2 separate regions of the Anser cygnoides genome follow, and region 2 is linked to region 1. Evidence: chromatin contacts called from public Hi-C data. All regions are on one chromosome and are shown on one strand. The core of a region is the stretch at or near the end of the contact, and the rest is flanking DNA. Distances in the headings are between cores, read along the strand shown.

Region 1 (6,094 bases), core at 2,081-4,580:
CACATCCTCAGAGTGGGCGTTACGTCCACCCTCTGAAGTATTTTGAGTGACAATACTGTGGATGGCTTTTCCCTATTTGAAAACTTGGGAAATTTTTCAGTGGTCAAGTTGGGTCACAAGTAATCAGATGCCCAGACTACAGGTATCAAATGAAAATGTGGTATTTCATCGTTCATCACAACCCCTCTGCTTTGTATAAACCGAGCTGCAGCCAGTTTTCCCTCTTCCAGAGAGAATAACCTTGGATCTGTTAACAGAGATCAAAAAACCCTGCGGGGTTTAGGCACTCCCCCCTCCCTGAAACAGAGCAAAGTTACACACCACACACCTGTGTAGTCCTGGCCCACTGAGCCAAATTCCCTGGCATCACACCGGCCATCTCACGTCTCTTTCTCGGTGGCATCATACCTGAGCCTCATGTGCTGGGATGAAACATTCGCATTTCACTGCACGAGAGAGATCACTGCAGGAAACAAGGAGCACCTTACCTTTTTACTTGCAGGCAGCTGCTTTTCTCTGTCCAATGTTTAATTACTGGAATAATGAAACATTATTCCAGTACCAAAATAATTTAATATATCACTACAGCAATTGTTTCCCTGTCAGTCACTGGAATTACCCGTGATGGTAACTGTTATGCTATAAATACTTGCAGGGGCAACTCAGAAGCCTGATCCTACAGATTTAATTTCCAAGCATTAACCCCCTGATTCACCACCAGCAGAAGCAAGGCACTCTCACACCACTAGATGTATCTTCAGGAGGGCCTAAATACTTATATTAAATTAATTCAGGTGCAAGCGGTAGGAGCTGACCCACCGAATAATGCCATGTTAAGCCCAGATGTTAAGCCCAGTGCGTGCACGATTGCATTCCCTGATGAGATTTCTGTTGCATGCAGCAGGAAGGTTGCTAAGAATGAGGTTAGGCATGTTTCTAATTGTTGGCAAGATCAGGGTCTGTAGCCAGTTCTTTCGGTTTGCGTTCACGTTGTGTGTATGCCAGCTCCGTTATGGTCTGCATTTTTTCTCCTCTAACAAAACGTCTTGCTGCCTTCCTCGTTCAAGTTTTCTCTCGCCCTGCACAAATTCAAACCATTTCAAACAAGTGTCCACTTCTGCCTGTTTGGCCAGGGAGTGTCTGCATGTGCGGTGAGGTCAGGCTCTAATTCTCCCCTTGCAATTTAAGCTGTTTAAAATTCATCCCTAAATTGTTGCTCCCTCTCTCATATTTCCGAAGCTTTTGCTTTAACTGTGTTATGTAAAAAGCTCGGTGCTTTGTGGTCTAGTAATCCCGTATGACAGAGGCAATGCATGGTAGATAGAGATTCAGTTGTGGTTTGTTTACGGCCGTAATAAATTGATGTCAAAATACAAACGTGAGCAGTGCTGTATGTGAATGGGTAAAGGTGTAATACCAGTTGTGATTCCAGCTTCAAAGGGATTCTTGCACAAAGGACTGACTGTCCGAGCGCAAGTCTTGGCACTGGGGATGCTGAAAAGTCTTAGCATGTGAGAAGAAATACCGACTTTAAATACCCTGCCTCATTTCCTTACTTTGCCTAATGACAGGTATCCCTGCAAGCTGCTTCATTCATTAATTCCCATTCTTCCAGAGTGGCTGCTCAAGATACAGTAAGGGGGTAGCAAATCCCTGTGAGACCTCTTCTCTTTGTCATGCAAAAAAAAAAAAAATTATAAGGAAGATGATAGATTGTATTAGATTAAAAATAAATAAATAGACACCTCCCCCCACCTGTTGTAAGTGTTAACGGGTATGTAAAACAGATAGCTTGATCTGCATTGAAATATCATCTCCACTGTATTTTCCCTTCCTGCCCTCTCTTACTTAACTCCTTAGCTTCCCTTGGTGAAAGCGTGGTTCTGTGCAGTTAAAAAACAATATGGTCACCTTCAGCCGAGATTAAAGTCCCTCACCTCAGCCCTGGTAATGCTGCTAAGTTAAAAAACAAAACGTAAACTAAGTTACAGAAAAGTGTAAGCATGGAATCTTTTCTCCGTCTTCTGTTAAACTGGGGCATTTTGTATTTTTCAGACCATTCACGTGTGTAATAGAATGGCTTGATTTTGTATTTATATGAAGCTCAGATTGAGAAAGGATGCAAAGCACTGAGTGGGATTTATAGTTCATATATTGATTAATTTAAACAGAAAATACTCCCTACCTCTTAACTAAAATAGAAGAAGCAGAGCAGAAAGAAAGAAAAGGGAAAAGGGAAAATAGAAAAGGGAAATGGAAAGGGAAAAGGAAAAAGGAAAATGAAAAGGGAAAGGGAAAGAAAAGGAGAAAGAAAAAGGAAAAGAAAAAGAAAAGGGAAAGGGAAAAGAAAGCGGGAATAGAAAAAGAAAAAGGAAAAGAAAAAGAAGAAAAAGAAAATAAGAAAAAGAAAACCCAAACACTATATGCGTATTTTAGCGTTTTAGGCTATGTATATGGATGTGTGCGCATCACTGAAATAGCTCTTCTTATCTCTGTAATGCCCGTAAAAAGTTATCAGCCACTAACACACCCCAGACGGCTTCCACGCGGCAGTTTCCACCAGCCACTCGCCCGTACAATTTTATTTTTTTCTCCCACCGGCAGAAAACATCTCCGCAATAACTTAAACCCGAGGTTAATTTCCAACAAGCGAGCGCTCGGCGGGGCGCAACTGGTGGCGGGGAGCGCCCGTGCGGGAAGACGGAGTTAAAAAAAATATATATGTATAAATAATAATGATAATGATAATGATAATAATCACAGAGACGCACAGGCGTGACACGGGGGGCTTCCCCCCGCCGTGCCGTGCCGATCGGAGCCGTGCCGAGCCGGGCGGAGCCGTCCCGCAGCCCCGGTCCCCGCGGCGGGCGGCGGAGCGCCGAGGGCAGGCGGCGGGCCCCCTCTGCCGGCCCCGCGGCGGAGCTGCAGCGGGTGCGGGTACGGCCCCGTCCTCGTCCCGGGGGAGCCCCAAGCCCCCCTTCCCGGGGGATGGAGGAACTCCAGCGCACACCCCCCCAGAAAAAATAAAAATAATAAATAAGTAAATAATGATAATAATGATAAAAAAAAAAACAGGCAGCCACGCCATCAGCCCGGTGTAACGTACCGGGACGGGGCTCACCGGGGAGAGGGGGGGGAGGGGGTCTGCGGGGGTCTCGGGGACCCGGAGCCCTGCGTGCTCGGGGGCGCGCTCGGGGGCGCGCGCCGGCCGGGCGCTGCCCGCACAGTAGCGGCGGCGGCGGCGGCGGCGGGCGCGCCAATTCCGGGAGCCCCTGGCCCGCGGCCGCGCCCTGGCTGCCGGCGGGGAGGGCGCTGATTGGCCGCCGCGCCGCCCGTATGCAAAGCAGCCGCGGGGATGACATTCCTCCGCGCGCCGCCCGCCGCGCGCCTCCTCCATTCATCCCGGCGGCGCGCGCCGGAGCCGAGCGGAGCCGAGCGGAGCCGAACCGAGCCGAGCCGGGCCGGGCCGGGCCGGGCCGGGCAGACCACGGGGGGCAAAGGGCGGCAGCGAGCCGACGGGTGCCGGCGCCGTGGGAAGCTTTGCGAAGACCCCGGGAGCTCCCCGCTGTGGAAATGTGCTTTATCCTGAGCCGTCGTCTGGGCTGGAGGCTGTGACTTGTGACCCTGCCTGGGAACTTTCTCATTTCGTTGGCTTTCATTATTTTTTTTTTCCTGTTTTCTTTTTTTTTTTTTTTTTCCCCCGTTGCTTCCTCCCCGCCTGGGGGTTAGCGGCTCTGCCCCCACCCGCTCCCCTGGGTGCTTTTTGCCATCGGGTGTTTTTGGCTGCCGCCGCTTGGCCGGGTGCGGGGGCTCTGCCCGCAGCCAGCCCCCATCCACCCCGCTGGGGAGACGAGCCATGCTTCCCAAAGCAGGCTTCCACCTGCTGCGGTTAAAGTGTTGGTAAGCAGCCGGCTCCTGCGGCCGGATTAGAGGAAGGCTGCCTCAGATACCGAAAAAAAAAAAATAATACTAATTGGCAATGACTTTCGAAGTTGTTGCAGGCTGTTGGTTTGTCTGCTGAGGGGAACGTGAGTGAGAGAGAGAGAGCGCTGTTGCACACACAAAACCGCAGGGAGAACCCACAATTTAACCAACATCCCCAAACCCAACTTCTCAGATGTGGACCTCTCAGCCTCAGCGCTCGTGAGCGGCTGCAACCTTTCCTTGCGTTCATGGCAGGCGTTATACCAAAGACAAGTGCACAGAGAGAGATCTGAAGCTTGAATGCCATGCACTGAGCTTTTTATTTTTCTTTTTTATTTTTTTTTAATTTTTTTTTTTTCGCGAGAATTATTGAGAGGTCATGCCATGAGCACTCGCAAACCAAACTACTGAAGCCGATTTCCAAGGCTGCTTAAAACCAAAACCCTGCAGAGAACGTTAATGGATTCCCGGCGTGGTTAAATCCTCCGCAGATGATACTGTAAATGTTTGATGAAGCGCGGTGTACGTGGTGTGTGTGTGCCTGCGTGGGTATGTCTGTGCGGTGCCAGCCGGCTGACCTTTGAGCACAAAGCCCAAAACCGACCCCGCGTTTCGCTGCTTGTAAGAGCGACTTTCGCCTCCGCAAGACGCTGATGTGCTCCGCTTCCCCCCGGGACTGTAGAGGAGCCACCTGGAAGAAAGCGCTAGGCAGCTGCCTCCCCGGGAAGCCCGGCTTTCTCCTGCTCCCGGCTTTCACCCCACTCGCGTAGCTTTTGCTGGGGAGCCCTCCCGGAGCGTGCCCTGCGGGAACTTTTGGCCACGCCAAAGCCCTCAATGCCCGGGCGCGGCGGTGCGGCCCCGCACCGAAGACCTTTTCTCTTACTGGATTAACGCCGCCTCTGCCGCGGCACCGGGAAGCCAAGAGTTAAGTCTCGGCGTGCTCGCTGCCGCAGCCGCGTTCGGCAAAGAGGAGAGAGAAAAAAAAAAAAATTAAACTTTGGGGACTGGCGTAGAACCGAGTTTCCCCCGGGTGCTCAGCCCGTATCCGTTTATGTTGGTCCCCAGAGAGCGGCTCGCCGAAGAGTTACGCTCGCTTGGCTGCTTGGTAAGAACTCTGTGGAGGTCCCTCACTCAACAGGCTTGTTGTGATGCGTATCCCCGTAGATACCAGCACCAGCCGCCGCTTCACGCCGCCCTCCACCACGCTGAGCCCGGGGAAGATGAGCGAGCCGCTGCCGCTGCCCGGCGCCGAGCACAGCGGCGCCCTGGCGGGGAAGCTGCGCAGCGCCGACCGCAGCATGGTGGAGGTCCTGGCGGATCACCCCGGGGAGCTGGTGCGCACCGACAGCCCCAACTTCCTCTGCTCCGTGCTGCCCACCCACTGGCGCTGCAACAAGACGCTGCCCATCGCCTTCAAGGTACGTCCTGCCGCCCGCCCGACAGCGCGATCCTGGGGGGCACGGGGCGGCCGGGGGAGGGATGGGACCCACGCGGCGGGGACGGGACACGCGGGACCCACGGAGGGGACGGGACACACGGGGGGAGACGGGACACACGAGGGGGGACAGCCCCGAGCCTCCCTCCCTTCGCCCGCCGCAGCCACCCGGGGAGCGGAGCGGGTGCGGGCGGGACGGGCGGGACCCCCCGGCCGCTGCCTCTCTCCCGTAACTCTGAAATTTTTTTTTTTTAATTAAAATTAAATATATATATATGTATATATAAATGTCCAAACCCGAAAAGTTTGGCCGCCCAGGGGAGCAGATGCAGGCGCTGCCCATCGCGGGCGGCCCGGAGCTCCGGGCAGCAGCCCCCGGTGGCTGCGGAGAAAAAAAAAAAATAATAATAATTATAACAAGTATATATTTTTATTATTATTACTATTTGGGGTGGTTTGAATAGTAAATCTCGGGGCCTACCCTCCGTTGCCTCCTGCGGCCGCTTCGTTGCACATCCCTCCCTCCCCCGGCCTGCTTTCCCGTTACCCGGCTTGAGGCAAAATTCACCCCCTCCCCTTGCTCGTTTTTTTTTCTTTTTTTTTTTTTTTTTTTTTTTCTTTTCCCACTTCGGCCTATCTCTGGCTGAATACGCTGCCCTTCGTGCTACTGCTGTAGCCGTGCGTCCGAGACGGGGAAGAAATAAGGTAATTGTCCCCTCGTCACCCCGTTCTCCC
Region 2 (5,915 bases), core at 1,311-3,810, 350 kb before region 1:
CTGTTCATGTCAAAGATTTCCATTAAGGGCATGGCCTTATGATGATAAAAAATTTTAGCTTTGTTTTAAGTGGTGGGAAAGGGGCAATAGGGCTTACATGAAGAATGATGCTCATGAACTTTTACATGTCCAAAAACCATTCATGAAGCAAACCCAGAGAAGAGCAAGATGAGGGGCTTCCTGTATGACTGCAATAGAGCACTACAAGTGAAACATGGACATCTTGCTCCACTTATCCTCAATGAAAAAACAGTGATTGAAACTTTAGGCTGCAAAACAGGCTTTTTTGAAGAAGAAGAAGAACAACCTACTTGGTATTATTTCAAACTGGTTATCTAATTCATAATGTTTATGCTGTAAGTTAGACCATGCAACAAGTTTCTGGCCAACGCAAAGCTGTTAGCTAAAATGGCTATACAAGGAAAAACATTCTCTCCTTTGTTTCAGTAACTTAGCATTTATTTTCAACCAAAAGCAGCAAGCTGCTCACCACAGCTCCTTGCCCAAACCAAAAAATCTTTACTTCAAACATTATCAGCTGTGCCCTACAGAGCTGCCACAATTCCTAACAGATGGTGGATGTCTATACACTTCATTGTTTCTATTAAGCTGCATGGGGATTCTGGGTGAGTAATATTCTACTATGACTTGGAACCAGCCAAACTGGGAAAATTCAGTGACAGCACTGTAAGCCACAAGTCACACTAAGCATTGCAGCCTATATACAGTCTGGTACACAATGTGATACACTTGCCTGAAAACCACTGAAACAGAGAAAAATGACATTAAAATATCATAACATTTTTTTTTCCAAACTTCTGAATTTCCTCATTTTTATTAATGTTTTTTTGACCTGAGCTTCTGTGGTTTAATTTCCTGTAGGTATCAAATAACAGTGAATCAAGCGAAGACCTTAACCTTTAGTCCCTTTTGCATTTAAAGCTGCCTCATCTTGACAGTGTTTTAACTCGTGTTAATTCCTCTCCCTTTCTTCCATCTCCTTCCTTAATGCTTGCTCTTTAATATTGTACAATATCAACCCGCTCCCTATACTAAATTGAGCTGCCTTTATTAATTGGATAGCTTTTGAACACCACCAATATAACAGAGAAAGTGAGTAGTTTTAGCCTAGTTCTAGGTATGGTTAGATACAATTTGTTTTGCACAAGTGTTCTGGGACTGCTCCTTGCACCACACAGAGCAGCAGTGGCATTATCTGACACGGAGAATTTGATTTAACTTATATTGTGCCACGGGAATGAAAAGAAACCATAGCGTGGTTGTATCTCTCTTCGTTTTCTACAGTTTTCCTCAACTTGCCTTTCTGTGATTGTCTTTTGAAAATCTATCTGTGGAGCTGACTTTGACAAACAAGTGATCTAGACCTTACCCTGTCAACTTTTTATGTGTCTTTCTTTCTAAATAGAACCTGTAAATATCATAAGCTATAGTACACCAGTAAATATTTTTTTACTTGCTTGCTTGCCTTGAAGGCAATCCCCCAGGAAAACAGACACCTGCTAAAGCCAAGGGCTCAGGCCAGGGCACAGCCTTTTAACGAGACTGAGCTGCCATGTGCTAGCATCAGTACTAACAAACATCACGTACTCCTTTTGCATTCTTTGACTTAAGGACTTCAGCAGTCCTAGAAAAATTTAACATGAGTGATTAGAAACACTTGTTCCCTGGGGCTGGGATCTGGGGTGTTTTTCCTCTGAGTGGGAAAAGTTAATGGAGGGGACCCAGTGTGGCTGGACATTCTTTAGTCATGCCTAGTGTTCTGCACTTCCATACCTTGGCAGCAAAATATCTCCAGGGCCACTGGCATGTCCTCCTTACTGCTCCTTTCTCCAGGTCTGTGGAACCCACAAGGCATCCAAACCCAGAAACCATTTCAGGGCAGAAGCTGCCAGGATCAGTTTCCTGGGATGAGCGGGTTTTGAGGAATTTGAATTTTTTTTTTTCAAGCTACGGAGCCTGAAATAGCTTGGCATCTTCACATTATTGGCTTTTGTTTGTGGAGCCTGCAAGCTATTTTAATGGTTGGTTTCTATCTATCATGGGGATTTTTACATTTTTTCCTCTAAATATGTAGGGTTTTTTTTTTTTTTCCCTTTGCACGAAGTTCAAAGGGGATTTGAGGAGTTCTGGTTTTCTGAAGGGGAGCTTACACCTTTCACAATATTTTCTATCTTTCCTATTTTTAACTGCTGGCATGCCAGTTTTCAGTTTGCTTGGCCTGCTCTATTTTGACTTTTGCCAGTGGTCCTGTTGTTAGAGGCTGATACATCTGAAAATGTTAAAGCTAGACATTCTCTGAAACTCAGGGTGCTTTGACTCAAACTTTCAGGAGTGGTTAAGGCAGACTTCTCCACCCCTCCACAAGGACTTGCTCATTTTCCTCTTTGGTCACCATAGTCCATAGAGAGGTCTGGGGTGATGCACACCGAGGCAGCAGAACCGCACCGAAGCTTTTCCCACTGGCTGGATGCTCTCTTTTCAAGGGAGCTTAGCACACATTCCCTGCCTGCATTTCTTCTCTCGGCCTTTTGGTGTCATTCTGTGATTAACAAGGAGAGAAAAGAGCCTCGTTATTGCTGTTCCTCTCTTTCTTTCTGAGCAAGGCAGAGTTTGTAGCAAATGACGATACCTAAAAAAAAAATGCATTGAGCACGGTGAATCTTATAAAGGTTAAGAATGGTGCTAAGACTATATATCGGGCCCAGTTCTTAGAGGGCACTTAAAAAGGTGTACCCATCTACGTGAGACACTAAGAGGAATTCATATTGAGGTATCTAATACTTAGCTATAAATCAGATGAGGTGAAATGGTAAGGAGACTCCTATATGGCTCAGCCCATACACTGGAGGACATCCCTGAGTTGGCCAGATGTGGTGGCACTGATGGCCACTTGGCACAGCCTGGGTGTGGGGAGGATGACACAAATGCTGGAAATATAGGAAAAAAGTACAGGAGTGCTTCTTTTAGAAAGGAGAACTTGGAAACTGAAGTCTAAGAGATGAGTTGGGTAGGGGAAGGTACTGTCTGATTAGCTACTGAGGGGCTGTAGCATAATGAAAATATGCAAACTGGAAAGCATTTTTCTCCATTTCCCCAGGATACCACAAAGGCTGTGCTCTGGTACACACTCCTGTGTCTTGTGGAGAGAAGATGAGCATGACAAGGCTGAGCGCTTAGGGGAATGAAAAGCCTGGTAGAGCTATACCGATGATAGCTATTTTTTTAGCTTGCTGATTGGTCTGGGGGGAAAAGAGATGTGGTGAAGTTTTCCTAACAGTTAAAAAAGAAAAAAAAAAAGAAAAAAGAAAGAAAAAAAAAGAAAAAAAAGAAAAAAAAGGAAAGAAAAAAAAAGAAAGTCATATGGACCATTTCCTTTGATCTAAAAGAAAATATTCCAGCACTCAGAGGTGTGTGTTTGTGTATGAGGGCATAGTGCAGGCTTTAAGGAGAGCTGCATCTGGTCTATCACATGCAAAATCCATATCCATTTAGTAAATACTTCAGCACGTTTGCTTGTATGGATGGCTGCATGTTCTTATAGCTTCTGCCTCTTTAAACAATAGAGATTGCAAGCCCTGGTTATTCTCTGTAAAATGCTTCCTTTCTGATCTGAAAGCTGAGCCCTGTCTTCTTTCACACAGGGTGGCTACTCATGCTGTTTTACAGGATGAACTTCCCCATCCCTCTGCTTGCCCAGAGAGGCAACAGAGAGCTGCTGACAGCCAACTGTGTCTGCCGTGTTTCATTCCCGCATGTCTTGGGGTAATTGTGGCTCGGCTGTACAAGGATTCCTCAGTTTCTTTATGGTGTTACTGATGCGGGCTGTGATGCCATTCCTGCTTCAAATTAAAGTTTTGTAGGATTTTGCCTCCTTGATTGAAGGATTTTTTTTGGTATTATTTTTATTATTTTTGATTCCTTTAAATGGTGCAGATGAATAGAGTGCATTTCATTGAACATGCTGGAGCAGGTGAGTCATGGTCGCATGGATAGACCTGACTGGCCAGTCTCTGCAAACTCGGACTGAACTCTACTTTGTGCCTGCGGAGAAATTGCTCAACACTTGAGTCTGTTAGGCTGAAATGCCTAATAGCTGTTTCAGGATCTACAAGACTGGGAGGCACTTGAGAAATGATAATGCAATCCTACCAACCGCTCTGAAAGGAATCATTTCTTTTCTATGGAGCTATACTGCAGAAGACAATTTAGTCTGCCCTCTTCCTGAGACCTGCTCTACCAGCTAAAGGCATGTAGGAAAGCATTTGTGGTAGAGCATAAAAACATGTTTTTTTCCTTTTCTAATGAGCTCTTTTCAAAAAGTAGTTGCTTTCTTTGAGTACAAACATATATTTATAGCCATTGGTATGGACTCTGCTTGAATATGTTTTAAGTAATGCCAGAAAGAACTTCATATTCCTTTAGACATTCATTAAATATTCCCAGAACTTTTGGAAATATCATAAAAATGATCTCTTTTGCTATTCTCTTTCCCCTCTTCCTTTTGTGAATATGTCAGTCTTTAGGAATAGGTACAAAACTGATACTTTGGCTACCAAGCATTCAATTCTGAAGCATATCAGATTAAAAATACTAAGAAAAAATAAATCAACAACAACAACAACAAAAACACCCTCTAAGGAACTTGGACTAATCTGCATTTTTGCTGCTTTTATTTCACAACTTGAAACTCTTAACATGGTGGAAAACACTTATGAGATTCTTTCTTGAAAAAGGATTTAGCCTCCATTGGATCATCCAGAATTTTTCCAGCATACTGGAAAGGCCTGACACTGGTAATTCCTCTGCCATAACCAAGATACTGAAGAAAAAGTGTGTTGATTCTGATTCCAAAACATTTTGTGACTCAAATGCGGAGCCTGAGCAGAGGGACCAACAATATAAAAAGGTCTTGGTATGCTCCAGAACATACTTGCAGCTATTTCCAGGCATAAGAATCAGCCAGTCTTTCCTTACTTCATAATAATGGCAGCAAAGTTTGAAAACCACTGGATTTTAGTACATGCATAACACTGAAGAAGCCTGATCTCCCCAGCCCATTTAAGGCAATGACAAGGCTCTCATTAACTTCCACAGATTTGGAATTGGCTTCAGTCATCTCAGCTGGTATCTTCCTCTGCGTCAGGCTTGTGGGCCTGTGCCCACACCAGTCCTGCAGAGACTGCTCGGCTTTTCTGGGCCCCAGCAAGATGCTGCAGTGGGCATCCCTTCAGCCATTGCATGGACAAGCTGGACAGTGCGCTGCAGAAGAACTTGTGTGGCATGGCCTTGTTCAGCCCAAGTCCTGCTGCCTCTCTAGCTCTGGAAAATTCAGGTGGTTCAGGACAGAGGGCTTGACAGATCTCTTTAGATAAAACTTTTTGGATGTATTTATCATCATAGAACCATAGAAACACAGAATGGTTTGGGTTGGAAGGGACCTTAAAGACCATCCAGTTCCAACCCCCTTCCATGGACAGGGACACCTCCCACCAGACCAGGTTGCCCAAAGCCCCTTCCAGCCTGGCCTTGAACACTTCAAGGGATGGGGCATCCACAGCTTCCCTGGGTAACTTGTGCCAGTGCCTCACCACCCTCTGAGTGAAGAATTTCCTCCTAACCTCTAATCTAAATCTCCCCTCTTTTAGTTTAAAACCATTTCCCCTTTTCTTATCATTATCTGACTGAGCAAAAAGTTGCTCTCCATTTTTTTTATAAGCCCCCTTTAAGCACTGAGAGGCTGCACTGAGGTGTGCCCAGAGCTTTCTCTTCTTCAGGCTGAACATCGCTAGCTCTCAGCCATTCTTCATAGTAGAGGTGCTCCAGCCCTCTGAGCATTTTTATGGCACTTTTCTGGTCCCAGTCCAACAGGTCCACATTGTTCTTGTGCTGAAGGA

What was found. A called contact is a pair of places that touch in the nucleus more often than the background predicts.
Region 2: a contact with region 1 is called in a Hi-C map of liver, with 2.4 times the contacts expected there. The contact joins two enhancer-like sites. A contact is called at or near these places in 2 of 7 Hi-C or Micro-C datasets (granulosa cells and liver).

Annotation. Positions count from the first base shown.
Region 1 is chr1:114,157,212-114,163,305 of Taihu_goose_T2T_genome, reverse strand. RUNX1 (RUNX family transcription factor 1) reads left to right here. Exons shown (of 8, transcript XM_048071509.2): 3 at 5,089-5,342. Among named protein-coding and RNA genes, the nearest start is that of RUNX1, 91 kb to the left of the region's middle. Within about 2 kb of position 3,330, at least 2 of the 3 cell types and tissues checked have open chromatin away from gene starts, as enhancers often do.
Region 2 is chr1:114,504,691-114,510,605 of Taihu_goose_T2T_genome, reverse strand. No RefSeq gene overlaps it. Among named protein-coding and RNA genes, the nearest start is that of SETD4, 150 kb to the left of the region's middle. Within about 2 kb of position 2,560, at least 1 of the 3 cell types and tissues checked has open chromatin away from gene starts, as enhancers often do.